Regions from separate parts of the Mus musculus genome. Here regions 1, 3 and 4 are each linked to region 2. The links are chromatin contacts, called in public Hi-C and HiChIP or PLAC-seq maps. All regions are on one chromosome and are shown on one strand. The core of a region is the stretch at or near the end of the contact, and the rest is flanking DNA. Distances in the headings are between cores, read along the strand shown. Region 1 overlaps Apbb1ip (amyloid beta (A4) precursor protein-binding, family B, member 1 interacting protein). Region 2 holds the start of Apbb1ip (amyloid beta (A4) precursor protein-binding, family B, member 1 interacting protein). Region 3 has its middle 50 kb from the start of Apbb1ip. Region 4 overlaps Apbb1ip (amyloid beta (A4) precursor protein-binding, family B, member 1 interacting protein).

Evidence for each region. HiChIP or PLAC-seq counts read pairs in DNA pulled down with a chosen protein or histone mark. A called contact is a pair of places that touch in the nucleus more often than the background predicts.
Region 1: a Hi-C map of CD8 T cells shows a contact between it and region 2, with 2.8 times the contacts expected there. The contact joins the enhancer-like site here to the promoter of Apbb1ip in region 2. A contact is called at or near these places in 10 of 39 promoter capture datasets (the 3T3-L1 cell line, the C10 cell line, the HPC-7 cell line and 5 more), 3 of 15 datasets of contacts at CTCF or cohesin (CD8 T cells, large pre-B cells and pro-B cells), 83 of 484 Hi-C or Micro-C datasets (B cells, B-cell progenitors, the Ba/F3 cell line and 53 more), 26 of 115 datasets of contacts at active chromatin or transcription factors (the 230-238 cell line, CD8 T cells, DN3 thymocytes and 19 more) and 3 of 9 other capture datasets (adipose tissue, liver and macrophages).
Region 3: a CTCF HiChIP or PLAC-seq map of CD8 T cells shows a contact between it and region 2, with 12 read pairs. The contact joins the enhancer-like site here to the promoter of Apbb1ip in region 2. A contact is called at or near these places in 1 of 39 promoter capture datasets (macrophages), 1 of 15 datasets of contacts at CTCF or cohesin (CD8 T cells), 17 of 484 Hi-C or Micro-C datasets (CD8 T cells, adipose-derived mesenchymal stem cells, bone marrow-derived macrophages and 9 more), 4 of 115 datasets of contacts at active chromatin or transcription factors (CD8 T cells, the SCID.adh cell line, bone marrow-derived macrophages and 1 more) and 1 of 9 other capture datasets (adipose tissue).
Region 4: a Hi-C map of bone marrow-derived macrophages shows a contact between it and region 2, with 2.3 times the contacts expected there. The contact joins the enhancer-like site here to the promoter of Apbb1ip in region 2. A contact is called at or near these places in 9 of 39 promoter capture datasets (the 3T3-L1 cell line, the C10 cell line, the HPC-7 cell line and 5 more), 2 of 15 datasets of contacts at CTCF or cohesin (CD8 T cells and large pre-B cells), 71 of 484 Hi-C or Micro-C datasets (B cells, B-cell progenitors, the BV-2 cell line and 43 more), 18 of 115 datasets of contacts at active chromatin or transcription factors (CD8 T cells, the HPC-7 cell line, the SCID.adh cell line and 15 more) and 3 of 9 other capture datasets (adipose tissue, liver and macrophages).

The regions. Positions count from the first base shown.
Region 1 is chr2:22,806,098-22,808,797 of GRCm38.p6, reverse strand. All of the region lies in intron 1 of Apbb1ip (amyloid beta (A4) precursor protein-binding, family B, member 1 interacting protein), which reads right to left. Among named protein-coding and RNA genes, the nearest start is that of Apbb1ip, 33 kb to the right of the region's middle. Within about 2 kb of position 1,292, at least 112 of the 459 cell types and tissues checked have an H3K27ac peak or open chromatin away from gene starts, as enhancers often do. A contact at or near this core is called in the 230-238 cell line, B cells, the Ba/F3 cell line and 39 more, where this site is marked.
Region 2 is chr2:22,772,953-22,775,652 of GRCm38.p6, reverse strand. Apbb1ip (amyloid beta (A4) precursor protein-binding, family B, member 1 interacting protein) reads right to left here and starts at 1,326. Exons shown (of 14, transcript NM_019456.2): 1 at 1,132-1,326.
Region 3 is chr2:22,723,049-22,725,748 of GRCm38.p6, reverse strand. No RefSeq gene overlaps it. Among named protein-coding and RNA genes, the nearest start is that of Apbb1ip, 50 kb to the left of the region's middle. Within about 2 kb of position 1,403, at least 61 of the 459 cell types and tissues checked have an H3K27ac peak or open chromatin away from gene starts, as enhancers often do. A contact at or near this core is called in CD8 T cells, adipose-derived mesenchymal stem cells, bone marrow-derived macrophages and 1 more, where this site is marked.
Region 4 is chr2:22,825,149-22,827,848 of GRCm38.p6, reverse strand. It overlaps Apbb1ip (amyloid beta (A4) precursor protein-binding, family B, member 1 interacting protein), which reads right to left. Exons shown (of 14, transcript NM_019456.2): 5 at 922-999. Among named protein-coding and RNA genes, the nearest start is that of Apbb1ip, 52 kb to the right of the region's middle. Within about 2 kb of position 1,443, at least 2 of the 459 cell types and tissues checked have an H3K27ac peak or open chromatin away from gene starts, as enhancers often do. A contact at or near this core is called in bone marrow-derived macrophages, where this site is marked.

The sequences.
Region 1 (2,700 bases), core at 43-2,542, 33 kb before region 2:
CAAGAAAAATTAAAAAGAAGAAGAAGAAGAAGAAGAAGAAGAAGAAGAAGAAGAAGAAGAAGAAGAAGAAGAAGAAGAAGAAGAAGAAGAAGAAGAAGAGAAAAAGAGGGAGGAAAAAAAAAAGTCCCTGAATTGTTCCCATGCTATTCCTAACTCATTTTAACGCCATGAGCAGATGATACATCTTATTTTAAAAAGTAAAAATGAAGTAGCTTTGGGTTGAAGGGATTCTTCACTGGTTATGAGCACCTGTTACCAGGTTTGACTCCCAGCACCCACATGGTTACTCACAACCATCTGTAACTCCAGTTCCAGGGAATCTAGTGCCCTCTTCTGATTTTCTTGGGCACCAAGCACACATATGGTACAAAATTATACATATAGGCAAAACATTCATAGCATAAAGTATGAGAAATAAATCTTTACTTTACAAAAGAGAATACTGAGGTACCCAGTGCTTAAACAAGGTTGAGCAGTCAATAAATATGCATTACATGGTTAGAGGCTTAACCCCTGTAAGACTTCCTGTGTGGGTTTCTGTAACTGCAATTATCCTGGGCCTACACCAAAGATTAAGTATTTAGAGCTTACATACCATCTTTGCAGTTAGAAGATGGTAAAAAAGATGATTATATTGTTAGACTGATTTTTTTACATTACAGGTGAACAGTATTTTGAGTCTATAATCAGCTTGTCATAATTAAAATTAATGAGAAACAACATTTAAAAATCTGAGGCTCTCTTAGCAACAATTTTCTTCTGCCTTCATTATTTCTAAGCTTTAAAAATAGGCAGCTGATAATAGCTTTTCAAGGAACAACTGAACATACCACAAAGATAGATTAAAAGGAAGCAAACTTTTTTGGAAACTACTTCCGTGAAATTCAGTATGGTGGCACTTGGGAAATGGGTGCAGATGATTTGTAAGTTTGAGGGAAGCCTGAACTACATAGCAAGTTCCAGTCAGTCTCAGCGACATAATGAGACCTAGTCTCAAAAAGAAAAAAAATTTCAGTCACATTTAGTTGGTGTCACACCTGACTGGTGTCACAATTGGTGTGAAATACAAAGTGCAGAATCCAGCCGAACACACATGTCAGCAGAAGTTATGAAGTTGTTCCTTTATGATATGTTTGGTGATCAAGTTACATTGTTGAGCTTGACCTAATTTTTTTTCAGCATAATTTCTTTTTTTCTCCCCAAAATGTAATGAAAGCTTCTCCTGAAGAGGAAGTGGTTCACAGAACAGCACAGCACGTGGTTTAAGGTTGCTGCAATGTTTAGGGGCAGAGGAGGAAGCCAAGGTAATGTGAAACAGGAAACAGAGGTACCTCCAATGTAACAGAGAAGACAAACTAATATAACTTGACAAAGAACTAAGAGGAATTCAGGGGAGTTGTTTGACCTGCTTTTGCACAGTGTGCTTGAGATGAATGAAAACCAGCTCCTGAGATTGCTGGACAGTCACTGTGCTCATGAGACAATAGAGACTAACCACACTTGTCACAGGGGAAACTCGCAGGGACACTGCATTTGTACTTCTGTGTGTGGTCATGTACCAACGTCCAACACAACAGCTCACTTTCACAATTATGTCATGGGACAGTGAGATGAAAAACAGTTGTAAAAAGAAAGTCATTTGGGAATGGCATGACTTCGTTCAGTAACTTAAATACTGACAGGCTGCTTTAAAGAACAAGAGGTTGGCATGTATGTGTATATGCATGTGTGTGGGCACACACACACACTCACACACACACTCCACACTGAGCAATGAGATGGGCTACCACAGTTTTAAGAGGATATGTGTGTGTATACACACATGAGTGCACACACCAATTAATTAATTTTTCAGCTATTCTGGTTGTGTAACTCCGGCTGACCTCAAATTCAAAATCCTCCTGCCTCCACCACCCTAGTGCTAGGGATACAGGTGTGAACCATCAGGTCTAGGAGCTTGACTTTCAAATGTACATACTTCCAACCTGCTTCTGTGTGAACAGAGCCAGGCACTCAGCCAGACCAAGCTCCCCAGGGGCAAAAAGAAAGATGATTCAATCAGACTCCAAGTTACTGAACACAACTCATCAAGGAAGCATCATGGAGCACAAGGAGACCAGGCCAGGTCAGAGGAGTACCACACTCTACCATCCTCTCATCTGAAAGGCTTTTCTGGATCTCTGGGACACAGGTTGCAGACTCATTTCAGTTGAACATACAGAGTGTGAAAAGATCCTTCTAAACCTTGGGGTGTTTCTTAAGTTCCCCCTTTATTACATTTAGAATGTCTATATAATGAATGGGGAACTGTTCTGAGTTTGAATCTCTTGTGACATAAAACAAAATTGTAACACAGTTTAGAATTTTTTTGAAGAACAAATCCAGCAAATATTTATTGACAGCCTTTGTAGATAAACTAGGCATATTGATGTTCAATAAACAAAACTCCTGGGGCTAGTCAAGTTTATTCATTGGCTCACACTTGGTCTGCTGCCTTCTGAATGTACCCCAGTTCAACTTTTGTTCCTGACATGTCACCTACTCTCTGGGTCAAGATTACCAATGAATCTCACATGACCACATGCGACGGTTCCATCATCAGATTCAGCATTTAACGTTGCGGGTCATCCCTCCATATGTGAGGGTTCAAGATCCATAGAGTCAACCCATCATGGAGCAAAAGTATTTTTCAAAGAAACA
Region 2 (2,700 bases), core at 77-2,576:
TATAAGAATTTACAAGTTAAGTGCTAATAGTTTGAAGATGACATTACATTTGCTAGACTCTGAGTTCACTGATCAGACAGGAGACACCACCTGGAAGGACATTGGGTACAAGCGACTCTTTTTCTTATCTTCTGCTATCTTGCTAGCCAGCATTCCTCTTCAGGCCCACGTGCTCCCATTTTAGGGAGGCCCAGAAGGCAAAACCCTCGGTTTAGTATGAAAGCCAAAGTTTCTTTTCTGAAGTTTCAGTTTGGAGTCCCAGATTGGCGCACTTGCTTTTGTTCACACCATATCACTGCCGGTATGGAGGATAAACCCACAGCCTCTTGTCTGCTCAGTTTTCCCCTTTACTCGGCGTTCCCATCACAAAACTACTCTTTGAACAGAGATGCTGAGACGCTCTAGGAGAGCACATGTCACTCTGCACCTTGGTATGAAAGCTGAGAAATACATCGCCAAGGGGAATGAAGAGGTACACGTGATAAAGTCCGAGCGAGGGGCCTGTACTGGGGGTTCTAGCGGTGGTGGTGGCAGTGGTGGTGGTGGTGGTGGTGGTATACAAGAGCATTCTTGTCTTTCAATATATAAAGCATTTTCTGAATCTTCACTCCAAACTAAATTAGGAAACCCTTGTCTGGTATTCAAACTTATCCTTACCACATTTTTTACAAAGAAAAGGAGACTGAGAGGGAAAGACAGGCTTCAAAAAGCAGAACTGCAGTTAAAGTTTTAAATGAAGGGAAACACTTTGAGCTATGTGTCCTCTGACTCTCAAATGAGTCTCCTCAGACTACCACTTAATGTGAGGTGCCCTAAAATGCCTCAGGGGATGTTTTGTTTCAAGATTAGCTCAATTTAATGTGGGGTCCCTGAGACCTGGTAACATTTCTTAAGCAGAAAATCTGTTAAAACAAAACGCAGTGGGGAGAAGAGGGAGCCACAGGTCAAGAGCACAAGAGGTGCCCAGGGGACCTGAAGCTTCCTGGCTGCCAGGGGAAGGGGGGGGGGGCGTGTTCACGTGGCCGGTGCGTGGACCTGTGCCACAACTGTTGTCTCCCCCACCCCCATAGGACACGCAGTGTGGCAGCCTGAGTACCCCAAACCCGTGCGCAGGACTAGGGTGCCGCTTACCTTGACTGCTGGGAGGAGGGTGCGAGGGGGGCTTGCAGAGATGCGAGGAGGCTGTGCAGAGATGCGCGGGGCTGAGCCAGAGATGGGCCGGGTTGAGCCTAAGTGCACCGGAATGAGCAGAGATGAGTGGTTGGCGCCTCTGGGCTGGACCGGCCTCGAGGCGAGGACGTGGGCTCAGGGAGGAGGAAGTGCTTTGAGCCCTGCCCACCCGGCGGCGCAGACTCTCGGCTTTGCACGGAGGTGCTAGCTAGCAAAGCCCTGGAGGAGAATAGACAGACACCAAGCCCCGCCTAAAGGGCTCCGCAAGTTTAGCAAGTTCGGGTTGTTTTTTCCAAACCCTGTCCACCCCTGGAAGAAAACACTTCCTGCCCTAAGGTCAGAGAAAGCCTTCTCTCATCTGTGTGGGTCTTGTGTTCTTTGTAAGAGTCTGAGACTAACGCCCAGATGCTAGTCTGAAGGGTTAGTGCTCAAGGGGTGCTCAGGACTAAAAGTCTCAGATTAGCTGAGAAACTCCCTACAAGAGAGTTCACCAGTCAGTAACACCTGCAGGCAGTTAGTTCCCAAGGAGATCTAAATATCAACCTACGTTGGTTACAATTTTGAGACTTGAGCGGAACAGATGTAAGTTCCCTTTTCTGCCCCACAAAACCGTCAAGCTCCCTGAGCATCTGCGCAGCCTCCACTTCCCCCAAGACTGCCTCCTTTCACTGTTTTAATAAAAGGACCCTCTGCTTCTGTTGAGGCCTGTCTTCCGTTTATTTTCACATCGTGTGGATCAATCCCAATCTATTAAGTTCCACAAAGGGTAAAGGGGCCAGCTTATTTTGCAACAGCCTTCTATGTCTTTACCTCAACCCTCGCTGCACTTCCTCAATCTGCCATTGTCTAAGACTTCCTGGACCAGCCCAGAAGGGGACGTTCCAGTTAGGGTGGACAGAGAAGTGGTGCAGTGTGATGGCCTTTGTGCCAGAGTAGATCTTTCCCTGGGTGGAGGTAAAGGAAGGGCTCAGCAGGTGTCTGTTCTCAGTGGAGACTACTCTGATGATGGGCTGTGGTCCCTCCAACATCTTTATTTTTTAAAGTCAGAGTGTAATTGTCACACTGGCTGTCCTCGAACTTACAATGTATATCAGGCTGGCTTCGAACATATAGAGATCCTCCTGCCTCTCATGTGCCACCAAGATCACTTTCTGGTTTTGTTCTTATGATTTTGTTTGTTCATAGCTTGTATATCACAAGATTGACTGGGACTCACTCTGAGAGAAAGTGTTTAGGGAGATCTGAAAATACAGCCACTAAAATCAATTATGATTTTAAATGATGATTGAGTTAATTTCTCTTCCTCTACACAGCTGTGTCTTTAAGGGTTCACTGTAAGGCAAAATGGTGGAGACATGAAGATATAAATTAGACATATAATTAATTTCAGATAGTTCCAGTACTCAATGGGAGACTATATATAGTTTGTCTAAGAAGAACATAAACAGCAGTAACAGAAAGGATTGCTGCTTTGCTGGATGGCACACCCTACTCCACAGAAAACAGCTAATACACTGCATAGTCAACATG
Region 3 (2,700 bases), core at 154-2,653, 50 kb after region 2:
TCAACAAGTTGAAGGGCCCAAGTGAGGAAGCCTCTGTACCAGTTGGGAGAGAGAAAAAAGCAATCACAAGTGGAGAGGAAGGGAGGAAAAGTGGACATGGGGAGGGGGAGTGGGAGTGAAGAGGGGAACTTGATCTGGTATTGGGTGAGGGAAAAGGACTAAAGCACTGAGGGCCAGCAGAAAGAATGTAAACAGGCAACCTCAGGAAATAGGAGGATGGGAGGACCCCCCATAATGCACCAGAGACCTGGGAGTTGAGAGATCCCCAGAACTCAAAGGAAAGGACCTTAAATGAAATGCCAGACAGCAGGGAAAGGGAATTTATGGAGCTCATCTCTAGCAGGGAGACAGGACATCAAGTGAGGAATGGGGTTTCCATAGCACAGTCACATCTCTGACCCATAATTGTTCCTGTCTGAAAGAATTACAGAGCTGGAAATAGAGAGGAGCCTGAGGAAAAGAAGGTCCAGTGACAGGCCCAAAGTGGGATGCAACTCAAGGGGAGGTCCCAAGGCCTGACACTATTACTGAGGCTATGGAGTGCTCACAAAAAGGGATCTATCATGACTGCCCTCCAAATGACCCAACAAACAGCTGAAAGAGTCAGATGCAGATATTTGCACCAAACCAGTAGACAGAAACAGGTGACCCCTGTTGTTAGGGAAGGCTGAAAGAAGCTGAGGAGAAGGGCAATTCTGTAGGAGGACCAGCAGTCTCAATAAATCTGGACCTCTGAGATCTCTCAAACACTGGACTATCAAACAGTCAGCATACATCACCTGATATGAGGCCCCCAACACACATACAGTAGAGGACTTCTGGGTCTGTTGTTCATTCAGAGATGATGCACCTAACCTTCAAGAGACTGGAGACCCAGGGAGTTTAGAGGTCAGGTGGGGTGGGAGGTAGGGGCAGCTATATGGAGATGGGGTGGGATGGGGAGGAGGTGTGGGATGTGGAGCAGTCAGAGGGTGGATGGGGTCAGGAATGGAATATGGAGTGTAAAAATAAATTAAACATAAAATAAAAATTAAAAAAGACAACATTTAATTGGGGCTGGCTTATAGTTCAGAGGTTTAGTCCATTATCATCATGGTGGGAAGCATGGTGACATGCAGGCTGACATGATGCTAGTAGCTGAGAGTTCTACATCAGGATTGGCAGGTAGCAGGAAGAGCAAGCTACTGGGCCTTGCTTGAGCTTCTGAAACCTCAAAGGCCACCCCCAGTGATACACTTCCTCCAATAAGATCTTGCCTACTCCAGCAAGGCCACATGTTCTTTCAAACAGTGCCACTCAGAGAGCCATTTTCATTCAAATCACCACAGTTCCCTGAGCCTTGGCTGAGGAAGACTGATATAGATGACTCATTTGTATCTGAGCACTCATGGTTATTTACACTCAGCACATTGCCCAGCTGTGAGTCTCTGGCCTTAAGCATGACTCACTGCAATGAGAAATTTCTCTGATCAGGGCGGAAAGTAACACAAATCTTCGAGTATAAATGTAACTATTTATAAGGAAGTTGGGCAGTGTGACCATTTGATAATACAGCAGAAGTCCTCTAGAACCTGTGAGTTCTCTAATCATAGGCTTTGGACCAGGCCTACAGTGAGTGCCTGGCATGAACTTCCTCCTAGGGAGCAGGAGTCACAGCCAATCAGAAGGCTGTTGAGGGGAGGGAGGGAGTGGAGTCTGGAATGATAGCTCAGTGGTTAAGAGCCCTTGTGCTTGGAAAGGCCCTGGGTTCGTTCTCAGTATCTACATGTTCTTTCCAGGCAGCAGCCATGCTCATGGTATACATAAATGCACACTGACAACCATGTCATACACATGAAATACAAATAAATCTAAATAAAGAATAAAAAAAAGAAAATGGTCAGTTACTCCCATAGCCACATTCTACTATTGCAACATTGGTATATCTTGCCTATATATAGGGTGGGTATTGCTGCTTGTAGAGTCCAGTGCTTGGTGTCTTTTCTCCTCAAGTAGTCTGCATGACTTCTTCTGATACTGTGTAAGCTAGTTAGCAGAAAGGAGTGTTTATTGGTCCGTTGAGGTTGGAGTTTTAAGTTTTTCCAACATGCATGAGAAGACTTTATTCCAGCAGTTATAAACAAAATAAAACAAAACAAGTAAACAAAACATATCTTCAAATTGGATAGCTTTAGAACCAGAACAGGTCCTGAGAACTCCAACAGTGTGATCTAGCAGTACTTACTGCAAAGAGCCCGAGGAACAGAAGCAGTGTAAGTGGTTATGCTCATTTGATTAGTGGCTGCAACCAAAGCTTGTGATCAGCTAGAGCACAGATACTGCAACCGGAGCTTAGTGCAGGCCCTGCTCCAAGCCAATCTCTGTATGATTTGAATATGAAACATCTACCCAAAAGGCTCATATACTGAGGCTTGCTCTTCAGCTGGTGGCACTATTGACAGGCAATCATGAGGGTGCCACTTCATTATGGGTTAATCCATTGTTGAGTCTATACCGAATCAGCTCTTAGAAGATGGTCTGAAGGTGTGCATTTGCACCGTCTGTTTGGTCTGTGGTTTCTTACTGTATCTCTTTACTTCCTGTCTCCTATAGCATGTATGCACATTTCCTAATTTGTACTGTTTGCTGTATGGTAGTAGAATTCTACTTGATCAAGTTTGCAGTATGCTTCTGTGCTAAAACACCATGACTAAAAACAAC
Region 4 (2,700 bases), core at 194-2,693, 52 kb before region 2:
TTAATAGTAGATATAGTGTTCCAATCAGGTTAGATACAGGGTTTTCTCATGTAATATAATACATATCTTCCTAAAACACCTTATACTCACAAAAATGTCCAAGAAAATTATAGGCTAATTGGTAAAGAAGGATAAGAAACAGATCACTCAAAGCTTACACAAATTAAAGACTAGATTAATAACAAATGTTTGATTCATGGGGAGACGTCCACACAAGCTTAATGTCTAGAGGCTTCCCAAGGAGCATAAAATTCACAAAAGAAACTATGTAAATGTGAGGCCAAGGTTGCTAAGGTGTGACCCAATTAAAGCATGCCCAGAGGATGCTATAAGCAGAGAGCTATGGAAGACCCCAGAGAGCATCCCTCAGGGAAGGGATTCCAGGATGGACATATTTTAAGTTCTCAAAATGGAACTGAGAAGGCCCTTGCCTAGGTGATAGCAAAACCAAAGACTTTTTTCTTTCTTGTTAAAGGGAATTTCTACTCCCACTATCCTGGTTTATGGGAAAATGTATGTGAAACCAGCAAAAAGTCACATGTGAGCTAAGCAAATGCTTTTGGACGCTCTTGTTCTCACCATGGAGAGCTCTTTGCCATGGAGCACCAGAAAGCCCTTATAAGAAATGGATGGAGGTAGGTTCCCTACCTAGAAATTGCAAATTAGCTAAATGGTGTTATGTAGAGAAAAATGTTGTCATGTCCTATGTTCTGAGAATTCTTTAAAAATTATTTGGAAAGTGCTACTTGAGTTTTCTTTCAATGACACTGTTAAAGCTGTGGTCTTGTGCATGCTAAACAGATAACCAACTACTGACCTGTATTCTCAGAGGCACATGAACATTTATTATACTGTTTACCGGTAACTATAATATGACATCATTAATTTAACTCCCCTATGCAAATGTGTTTGGTAGCTTACCTTCTTAACCTTGGCTTCCTTCAGCTTTTCCAGTGCTAACTTAATTTTATCAGCCTTTGCTTTGGCTTCTTCTTCTTCCTGTAAAGGGGCAAGACAGTCAACAGAGTCCAATAAATCACACCAGTGACTAATTGTGTGTTGGTTCATTTAGAGAAACAAAATTACCGAATTTCACATCCTTCATTTTCAGAATGTAGGTAATGCCCTTGACTAAAATATTCTACTCAAATATACAGAAGGCAACTGTTGATTATAGCCTTGAGGATTTTATCGGAAGAAATGAAACTATGACTTCAAGGACTGTATGAAGTACTTAGAACATGCTATCTGTGCTCAGCTCAAAGAACAGGGGACTGTGAATGTGAACGAAGCAAAAGCCCTCATAAACTGATGTACTTGAACTTTGGCCCTTGCTGGTGGTGCTGTTTGGGGAAGTGCAGGAAATTTTAGGATGTGGAACCTTGCTGGAGAAAGTACATGGGTGGAAATGGGCTTTGAGAGTCTATGGCCTTGTCTCATGACCAGTTGGCTTTCTGCTTCTATCCTGTGCCTAGAATGTGATCAGTTAGCTTCCTGCTCTGCAAGCCTGCTGCTGGGTCTCCCCCAATATGATGGGATTTCTCTATAGCTGTAAGCTAAAATAAACTCTTAACTTCCTCTGGTAGTAGTATTTTTATCACAGCAACAGAAAAATAACTAATACAGATACCAACCTACAGAACCTATTAAAGCATTCATCCTGAGGGAGTTGAGCCCTTCCTACCATTATACACATCCTCTTGGTTTATGGTATCTATTTAGAGGAGGACTCCTAGCTGTTATTAGAAGCTTTAAAGAGTCTTTAACAGCCTACATTTTAATACAAAAGCCAAAACTTAACCTTACAAATCACAAAAACTCCAAAGCAAAACAAAATAAACAAAACGAAATAAAACAAACACTCCACTAATGAACACAAAAATGAACATCAGCAAAGAGTGTGAAATATCCTTATATTTCAAAGGAATAAAACCTTTGATTTTATAATGTAAAATCTTATCAATAGGACTATTAAGGTTCTCTTGTTTATTTGTTTGTTTATGTATTTATTAATTTTTTTATTTTTAAACTTTTTATTAGATATTTTCTTCATTTACATTTCAAATGCTATGCCGAAAGTCCCCTATACCCTCCCCCCTCCCTGTTCCCCAAACCACCCATGCCTGCTTCCTGGACCTGGCATTCCCCTGTACTAGGGCATATAATCTTTGCAAGACCAAGGGCCTCTCCTCCCAGTGATGGCTGATTAGGCCATCTTCTGCTACATATGCAGCTAGAGACACAAGCTCCAGGGGGTACTGGTTAGTTCATATTGCTGTTCCTCTTATAGGGTTACAGACTCCTTCAGCTCCTTGGGTACTTTCTCTAGCTCCTCCATTGGGGGCCCTGTGTTCCATCCAATAGATGACTGTGAGCATCCACTTCTGTATTTGCCAGGCACTGGCATAGTCTCACAAGAGACAGCTATATCAGGGTCATGTCAGCAAAATCTTATTTGTTTATTTATAATGATAAGAAATTGAATTGTTTTTCATGAAAGGAAAAAAGGTGTTACATTTCTACTGTTTGAAAGTAGAATTATCTCTTCTAATATCACTGGTTTCTGAAATAATTTTGAGTGCCAAGATACTTTAGGAACAATTGAAAGTGAGGAACTTTGTAACTATCTACCTGAACACTCAACTTTGTGTTTACTTTCAAGGAATTGATGGTCCCCCTGATACCACGAGGGGCCCTATG